2 separate regions of the Macaca mulatta genome follow, and region 2 is linked to region 1. A link is a contact called in public Hi-C data. All regions are on one chromosome and are shown on one strand. Each heading gives the region's core, a stretch centred on a gene start, on an enhancer-like site or on the middle of the called end of the contact. The rest is flanking DNA. Distances are from core to core; before and after follow the strand shown.

What was found. Hi-C and Micro-C count contacts between places; a contact is called where the count stands out from the background.
Region 2: a Hi-C map of fetal cortex germinal zone shows a contact between it and region 1, with 2.5 times the contacts expected there. The contact joins the promoter of CLK1 here to the promoter of BZW1 in region 1. A contact is called at or near these places in 4 of 14 Hi-C or Micro-C datasets (blood, cortical neurons, fetal cortex germinal zone and 1 more).

The regions. Positions count from the first base shown.
Region 1 is chr12:105,909,590-105,914,400 of T2T-MMU8v2.0, reverse strand. BZW1 (basic leucine zipper and W2 domains 1) reads right to left here and starts at 2,167. Exons shown (of 12, transcript XM_015110702.3): 1 at 1,979-2,167; 2 at 446-519. The coding sequence starts at 509.
Region 2 is chr12:105,966,196-105,971,006 of T2T-MMU8v2.0, reverse strand. CLK1 (CDC like kinase 1) reads left to right here and starts at 1,909. Exons shown (of 13, transcript NM_001261781.2): 1 at 1,909-2,041; 2 at 4,298-4,458; 3 at 4,693-4,811. The coding sequence starts at 4,298.

The DNA of each region.
Region 1 (4,811 bases), core at 918-3,417:
ACATTACAATGTGAATCCTGTTCCACAATTAACTTCCATGGGTGAAGTCTGAGTTTTCTCTCACAAATCTTCACAAAATCTGGGTGACTACATTAGGAGTTCTCCTTTTATAAATTAACATCTTTGCTCATTTTAGTTTGCTTAAATAAGACTGCTTGCTAGTGAAAACAGAGCCCTTATTTTTGTTTTAAAAAGTATTTTACCTTCACACTAAAAAGAATATTCATTAACCGGCTTAGAGATACATTGATACTAAAAATTAAGGCTTGAGCAGTAAAGCAGTAGAAATACTAAAGGTGTATGTGAATGGCAGTCAACGAGAAATTCAAGTTTCTTTCTGGTGTCTTCTCTTGAGGCTTTAGTACTATGCAAGTGCCCGTCAGAGGAGGCAAGATACACAAGATATTCTGGAGGTTTGAAGAGACATCGAAACATAAATATTTACCTCTTTTTCTAGTTTTAAAACGCTGGCCTGATAGCGTTGGCTTTTGCTGCTTTTGATTATTCATAAAAGACACCCTAGGAAAGGAGAAATAAAGCCTTAATTTCAGTGCCATAATATTAATTTTTAAAATAAAGCATCAAACCTTAGTATAATCACTTATGAATCAAATGGAACACGCACTCTCAGCTTGGTGAAAGCACAAAGAATTACCCTCACTTGAATCAAATGTACGCCAAAATCTGCATTTCTCTCTACAAGAAACCCTTCAAATTAGTATTGCGAACTACACTTTTAGGCGACATTGTAATGCTACAGTGATCACCCATCATAAACCTAATTGTTCAGTTTCCTCCACATTCTTCTTTACATTCACTTACGTCTTCCACGACCACTAGGCATCGCAGAACGCAAAGGGAGATTACCACCATAGTCAGGAGGCATCCAAAATGTGTATGCCAATTCTAAAACACTGTCAAAAGGTGAACCCCTTCTTCTGATGGGCCTGGTTATATATAGGCAGCACCACCCTGCCCTAGGTCATGCCTGTGACCGCAACAGCGGCCGCCTTGCACCACTCAGGCCTGCAAAATTAACAGCCAGCCCAGCCTCCTTCGCCCATATCCCACAGTCCCAGCCTCCTCCCTGGGCACGTGTCTCCCAATCCGCACCCTTCCCATGCCTCCCGCCCAGGACCCCATTGGCCACAGCGGGGCGCCGTAGGGTCCCGGGGCTCCTTCTCCACTGACCCTGCCGCCTGCGGTGGCGGCCGCCGCAACGAGTGGACCACAGGTACTGAGGCGCTTTGCGCCGGGGCCCCAGCCGCCCCGTACATCCGCCCGCCCTCCAGCGAAAGCAGCGGCGGAGGCGGCGGCCGCAGTGGTGGTGGCAGCCCCTCCGCCCCGCCCGCCGGAAGCCCCCACGCGTACATCACCCAACAGAGGCCACGGTGGCTTTGTTAGCTAGGCCGGGCACGGCCCGGAGGGAGCCCGGCTCGGCCACTGCCTTCGCCACCAGCGCCGCGGCGAGCACCCGCACCCCACTTCCCGACCCGGGCCGCCGCCGCCCCTCGGCCTCCCTGCCGAAGCGGCGGCCTTTCAGGCCCTGGATCCGGCCCGGCCTCAAGTGGCGGCCTCCGTTCGGGCCCATCCAAGCCGGGCCGCATTCAGCCCGCCGCCTCCCTCGCCCTCTGCCCAGCCTCCACGGCCCGCAGCGTCCGCCCGGGGTGAGCGGGGCGCCGCGTCTCACCGAATTTAAGGCGAAGAAGAAAGAGCCAGAAATCCCCGATGTAGCGGCAACTGCGGCGGTGTCTCCTCTGCGACCGGAACTAACGCCAGGAGGAGGAGGGAGAGGTGCCACCCCCGCCCGGACCGCTGTCCTATCGCGAGATTTCTTCCCCTTGCCCCACCCCCCCCCCCGCCCCGCCCCGCCCTCATCGTGGCCTGTCGCTTCCGTCTTTTCCATTCCGCGCGGATTAGGGTGAGGGACCGGGAGAGGGGAGGGGAGAGACGTTTCAAGGCTTCTTTATTCCCTTACTGGGTTCCACGTCTCCTGGACAGGTGTCCTAGACTAGCTTATTTTTCTTCCGCCGCTGCGTCGTCCGCCCTCCTAACACACGGAGGGGTTGGAAGAGCGGAGCCGGCCCCCACCGGTCTCGAAGTTGGACGCGTCCTCCTGGAGTCACTCCCCGCCGGCCCCCTCCTCCAGCGCCGGAAGTCGAAGCCCGAGGGCGGGGGCGCTCGGGTTGTGCGGGGGCGGAGGCCGGTGGCTGGCATGGGGGCGTGGCTTGGGGAAGGAAGTCACACCTCGCCTCCGCCCTGACCGGGATGGGCGGAGCTCGCTCCAGCTGAGTTGCCTGCAGGGCGACTTTGCATTGAGGGGCTGTCTCGTTGTTCACCGCCTCCTGTAGGAGTGAAGAGGACACAGGCCGAGGATTCAGAAGGGGAAATTCTGTCCTCCAGCCGCGGTCCCCGTGCCCTGCAGCGGTTGTGTCCCGAGTGTGGTGGCTATGGGGACTTGGAGAGCATCAGAATCCCTTGGAGGGCTTGTTAGAACAGACTGCTGGGCACCTCCCGTGGTTTCTCATTCTGTGGGCCTGGTGTGGAACCCATGAATGTGCATTTCCAACAAGTTCTCTGTGATGCTGCTGCTGGTCCACACCTTGAGAACCCCTCAGAACAGGCTATGTCATCAGGGAGCTGGGGTACGATCAGATAAGATAGTGCGTGTGAAAAACACTGGACGTGTGCAGATAGAGATGCACAGCGCCTCCAGGATGTAGCCCCATGTTTTTATTCACTGTACGGTAGTTTACTTCTCTCCAGTTGCTTCCTCACTGGTAGGAGGAGAGTGGCTTCTCTTCCCTAAACTTTTTGATAAAATAGTTTACTTCTTTTCCTTAATTAACTATATGACCTCTACCCCCACCCACCCCCCACAACTTCATGGAAGATTACTTTCTCAGCGTTCTTTCCTGAAATTATTGCCAAACCCAGTGATTCTTTCATTCTTCACCCTCTTTGCCTCCTCTGAGCATTGAGTGTTACGTCTCTCCTTGAATCCTGGCTCCAGCTATCCTGGTTACGCTCTGAATGTGGCTTCGCACGGTATTTGCTGATCTTTTTTCTACTGACACCTTTTCTCTCTGCATACTTTCTTCCGTGGCAGTCTTATACATTCTCAAGGATTTAACATTTACTCCACTTAAAAGAGTTCCAAGATCATCTACTGAATCATTAAGCAAATATTTGTTAACTCCAGGCTCTATGCCCTTCCAAGTTCAGGCAACAGCAGTGGGAAGGAGGCAGGAAACAAACTGATCTGTTGGAGGAACCTCAAGAAGCTGGTGTGACTGGGAGGGCAGTGGGGAGCAGAGGGAAGTGGCCGGAGTCGGATCTCTTAAGTGTCTAGCCCCATCCTTTCTCCCAAGGCTCCAGTCCACACTATCTGGCATCTTCACTTCATGGCTGGTTTAACACTATCAGTGCTGTCGATTGCTCTTCCCCGAGAACTGTATTTTTCACATCTGAAGTTCTGTTAAAGGACAACGTTTCACAAATAAAAATGATAACTAATATGCACCTGTATGTATCAGGCACTCTTCTAAGCACTTTATATAGTAACCCCATTTGATCCTGAAAACTACCCTATAATCTAGACACTATTATTAGTCCCATTTTACAGATGGAAAAAACCGAGGCATCGAGGTCAAGTAACTTGTCTTAAGATCATAGAGCTAGTAAATGGAAGAGCTCCAGTTGAAGCCAGGCAGTCTAGCTTCACCATTATAATGCACTGCCTCACCACCAAGATCTTATTTATTCATTCAGCAAATATTTATTCAGCTAGAGGCCAGTAGAGATAGTGACACGTCAGGCCTATGGCCTCACAAAGCTTATCTTCTATTTTTGCCACGTTTTAAAATTGCATCATCTTTCCCCAGTACCACCTTGATTTAGGCATCTATTACCCCTAACTTAATGGGACTTTTGCAATAACTTCCTAACTCTACCATCCCCTTTCTCAACATTGCCAGAACAATCTTCTCAACTGCAACCTGAATCATTTCTCTTCACTGTTTAAATGCCTCTGTTTATACCCAGGGATAGCTCTGACCAATGTTTTTTGCCTTTACTTCCCATCACATTTTTGGTTCTTAACCTGCTATTACCATCCATTGTGGGGTATGTAGCAAATGATTTTTGACTAAAAATGGTTATTAAAGTAAGCAGATTATTTTCTTTAACTTGTAAAGTGTATTAAAGGTTTTCCTGAACTCCTGGCCTCAAATAATCCTCCCACCTTGGCCTCCTAAAGTGTTGCGGTTACAGACCACGCCCTGCCACTTATCTTTTCTCTGCTTTTGGGTGCACCCATGGGAATAGGTACCGTGCAGCTAGCAGGGGAAATGTTTGTAAATCGTATTATGGTAGAAAAAGTTTCCAAACAATTGAACTTCATGCTTTGGTCAGACAGGACATGTCATGTCTTGACCTTTCTTGAGATGTCCTTCCCTCATTTTCCACTGTCAAAATCCTACTTATTGTTTCAAGCCTCATCTCAACTACTGCTTTTTTCCCTTAAGCCTTTCTTAGTCATGGATGTGAACCCATTCCTTCTTTGTAATTGGGACTGCAGGGATGAGCAACTGTGTCTGCTATTTTTTTTTTTTTTTTTTTGCTGATGATGGTGATGATAGGGTTTTGCTTTGTTGCCCAGGCTGGTCTCAAACTCCTGGCCTTACGTGAGCCTCCCGCCTCAGCCTCCCAAAGTGCTGAGATTGTAGGTATGAATCACCACGCCTAGCCTTGCCCAGTTTTATGGTGGTTTTGGGAAAAGGATATGCTGATCTCTTCACTCTGCCATTGCT
Region 2 (4,811 bases), core at 660-3,159, 57 kb before region 1:
TATTAACGCCTTTGGCCAGACCTTGTTTTGCCACTTATTTTTTTTTGAGACGGAGTCTTGCTCTGTTGCCCAGGCTGTAGTGCAGTGGTGGATCTCGGCTCACTGCAACCTCCACCTCCCAAGTTGAAACAATTCTGCCCCACCCTCCCGAATAGCTGGGATTACAGGAGCTTGCCACCACGCCCGGCTAATTTTTTGTATTTCTAATAGAGATGGGGTTTCATCATCTTGGCCAGGCTGGTCTTGAACTCCTGACCTCGTGATCCACCCACCTTGGCCTCCCATAGTGCTGGGATTACAGGCGTGAGCCACCGCACCCGACCTCCTCCAGGTTTTATTCTAAACTCTGCCACTTTTAATCAGTGGTGCAAATATGGTTATTTTTTGGTTTTAAGAGTGTTAGTCCAAACTGCACCATTTTGTAAATCCCTGCCCCCCGCCCTCCCCCGTTCCCCTGGCCCTGCCCCGTCTCCCCCACAGGCTATTTTGCAGACCTTGGTCAAAGTGAAACATTCCACGGGGGTTCGGGCTGTGAGAAACATCCTGCCCAACCACCTGACCACAAAACGGACAAACGCACCACTAAAGAAACACCTCTGTCATATTCTGCTGTGAGAAAGTGCGAAGAACACCGCATTCCTGCAGGGGCATGGTGGCTCACCCCTGTAATCCCAGCACTTTGGGAGGCCGAGGCGGGTGGGTCACCTGAGGTCAGGAATTCCAGACCAGCCTGGCCAACATGGCAAAACCCCGTCTCTACTAAAAATACAAAAATTAGCGGGTCGTGGTGGCGCGCGCCTGCAGTCCCAGCTACCGGGGAAGCTGAGACAGGAGAATCGCTTGAACTCAGGAGGCGGAGGTTGCCGTGAGCGGAGATCGCACCACTGCACTCCAGCCTGGGTGACAGAGCAAGGCTCCATCTCAAAACAAAAACAAAAAACAAAACAAAAAAACCCACCACCACCACATTCCGCGGGAACAAGGGCCAGAACCGCCTCGTTATGGGAACATCTTAACATCCTGCAGGGCAGCAAGCCAGTAAGCGTTATGGCCCAGGCCCCTCCCGCCCTTACCTAAAAGTATCCCACTGGTGGGCACCGGCATTAGGCTGGTCCCCCACTTCTGTAGATCTTAGGCTGGACATAAAGCCTGCATTTGCTGTAGAGCCGCCACTCTGTTTCTTTAACGCTGGCCTTCCCTTCAAAAACTTATCAAGGAGTTTTATTCTTAGAATGTGTACTCAGTTACAGCCATAAAAGCATCATAGGAGGTACGCTGGCTACCCACGGTGGGCCTAATGCAGGCACCATGAGGATCAAGGTGCAGAACATTGATTTCTGTTGGCTCACACTGAGCTGACACGTTCACTGATCCCATTAGTAATCTGAAGCCATCTGACGCTAGTGGTATAACATTTACTTATTTTTTAGAGACAGGGGTCTCCCTATGCTGCCCAGGCTGGTCTCGAAATCCTGGGCTCAAGCGATTCGCTCTCCTCGGCCTCCCAAAGTGCTAGGGTTACGCGCCAGACACATCGCGCCGTGAAGTATTATTTTTAAAGTAATTGTTTTAGTGGTCGCAATCAGGGCACGTGCTATTGTGTATCCTGAGTCCCTCACTTTTCCTTGTTCACAAGTTATTCCTTGTTCTAGCGTTCAAAAACAATTTTCAGTGAGTGGGGACGACACTCTCCCCCAAAACTGCAATGTTTTCTCGGTATCGGGAGATTAGAGACAACACAGCAAGCATCTACAACTTCCTTTCATCACCCACCTCTGGCTCCCGCCCCGGCGCCTGCGCCCACCGTGGTCACGCGTCCGCCAACGCTCCGGACGCCCGCCCCTTCCGCCTGCTCGCCCCGTGCATGCCCCGCCCCGCGGCGGAGACGCGCTCGTTGCGTCATCGGTGTTTTCGAGGCGAGTCCCGACGCAGCAGCTGTCAGCTCCATTTTGTTGTCGGTGCTCGTCGCAGTCAGCTGGGTGATTCCCGTGATTGCGTTACAAGCTTTGTCTCCTTCGACTTGGAGTCTTTGTCCAGGACGGTAAGACGCAGGAGGGAGCGGACTAGGTGACAGGGCCGTTCCTGTGAGCCTCGCGGGCGCCTGGCGATGCCACCACTTCCCGCTTGTTTGCTGCCCGCCGTCCCTGGCGCGACGACTGCCTGCTCCCTTCACTCCCAGGCTGCATAATGGCGGCGCGCCCCTCTTTCCTGCGCGGCCGAGCCCGTCGCCGCCGGATCCGGCCTGCGGGAGTAGTTACGGTGTTTGCTAGGCCGGCCGCCCTTTTGGAGTGTTCGCCCTCCGCTGAGGGAGCGGCGCCGCCTGACGTGGGAGGGTCGGGTGGGCGCCATGTTGTGGGCCGCCTCGGCCGAGCTGTAAGATGGCGGCTGGGCGGAGGCCGGCCTTGGCACTGTGGCCGGAAAGGCGAGGCTCCCTGTTGGGGGTGGGGTTTGCTGGGGTTCCGGAATGTGCTTGAAGCACGCAGCTGTGGGGAAATGTCGTCTGGAGCAAGTGGAGGAAGAGACGGAACCCGTAGGGGGTTACAGTTAATGTCTAGTGGTTAAAGGGTCGGCGTAAACGTCGCGAGTGGCTTTGTCCTCAGTGGTGTTAACAAAAACGAGACTTGGGAACCTAAGGAAAGAGAAATGCCGGGGTGTATTTGAAGGAGCGTTGTGACAAAAGTCTGGTGACCGAGCATTTTATGCGATGGCGTTTCAGCGTACTCCTCTTGGGTTAGCAGTTGGAGCTTTTGTTTCTTGGAGTGTCGCTCTGTCGCGCAGGCTAGAGTGTAGTGGCGCGATCTCGGGTCACTGCAGCCTCCGCCTCGCGGGTTCAAGCGATTCTCCTGCTGCCTCAGCCTCTCGAGTATCTGGGATTGCAGGCCCGCGCCACCACGTCCGGTTAATGTTTGTATTTTTAGTAGAGACGGAGTTTCATCGTATTAGACTGGCCTCAAACTCTTGACCTCAGGTGATCCATCCGCCTCGGCCTCCCAAAGTGCTGGGATTACAGGGGTGAGCCACCGCGCCCCGCCTCCCTTTTTTTTGGGGTGGGGGGAGAAGGTCTCGCCCCTGTCGCCCAGGCCGGAGTGCAAGTGGTGCAATGAGGGCTCACTGCAGCCTTGAAATCCGGGCTCAGGTGATCTTCCCACCTCAGCCTCCTGAGTAGTTGGGACTACAGGCGCGCGCTACCACCCCCCGGTTAATTTTTTATTTTTTGTAGAGTCAGGGTCTCGCTATGTTGCTCTGGCTGACCTCGAATTCCTGGGCTCAAGCAATCATCCTGCTTCAGCCTCCCAAAGTGCTGGGGTTACAGGCATAAGCCACGGCCCCCGACCCGGTTGGAGGGCTTTAGAAATTGTACTCAGGCTGGTCCAATGGTAATGGGTTATTGTAACTTAGTAGTTACTAGTGTCACAAAAATTAGTATACAACCCCTACAGCTAAATTTGACAGGCTTTAAAAAAAAAAAAAAAAATTGTAGCCAAAGACGCAGAGGGGTTCCACTTGGAAGAAAGAACGGCAGTTGATGAATTTCTATATAATGTCTTTTTCAAGTTGTTAGGTTAGAGATTTTCGATTTTGTTCGAAGGATTTCTGAAAAGAAGGTGGTTCTTACCATTCCCAAATTGATTGTGTTAACATTGCGTTTAGGATAAATTATGTCGTATGTGATTGGGAGTGGTACTGGAAAGATGGTGTTTTGTTGTTATATTCTGATGCCATCGTTGCCTTCGTGTGTAATTGAAGTCCTTGGTAGTTTCATTTATTCGTGTACAGAAATACTCTATAATGATGATTCTGTGTGATGATTCTGTCAGCAACTCAGATACAATTCTGATTATGTTTGCAGTAATCAGTAATGCGGTGTTGGTGAGGAACATTTATGATTGCATTTGAGTTGGAGACTAGTTTCTGGTACACGTTTAAAAGGGGAGAATGACGTGTGGACTTCTATAGTACATTTGTGCTACTGGTAGGGCAGGGGTAAAATTTACCAAAATTAGTAAATTGTGATTCCTCCCTCTGCTTTTTTCACTTTTTTTACATTCTTCCAATAAATCTGGGCATGATATGGCTAATGCAGAGTGCCTGTGAATAAAGTTCAAACTGCAGATCAAATTGCAGAAAATGGGACAACACAATCATTGGATTTATCAGTGATTTCAGATTGGGTGACAATGATTCTTAAATTTTGATTTTAAAAAAACGAGGTCACGAGGGGACCTTTGTAAATACGAATTTTAAACAGCTCAGTGTGGGATACAATTTAACTAGGAAAAACTTGCCTTTAATGTAGATGAGACACTCAAAGAGAACTTACTGTCCTGATTGGGATGACAAGGATTGGGATTATGGAAAATGGAGGAGCAGCAGCAGTCATAAAAGAAGGAAGAGATCACATAGCAGTGCCCGGGAGAACAAGCGCTGCAAATACACTCACTCTAAAATGTGTGATAGGTAAGGAGGATACTTAAAATATCTGAATATAAAAATAAATTATTAGACAAAACTAGTATCACTTAAAATAAGTACTTGATTACTACCATTCCTTTGTGTTTCTAATGAGAGATGGTTTGTAATGTTTGTAAAATTAAGGTGGTTGTGGGGGAGTCTTAAGTGCTGTGCTGTGTTGAGAATGTGAGGATATTTGGTCTTAGCATAAAACATTGAAAATAATTTTTATTTCTCTAGCCATTATTTGGAAAGCAGGTGTATAAATGAGAAAGATTATCATAGTCGACGCTACATTGATGAGTACAGAAATGACTACAATCAAGAATGTGAACCTGGGCATCGCCATAGAGACCATG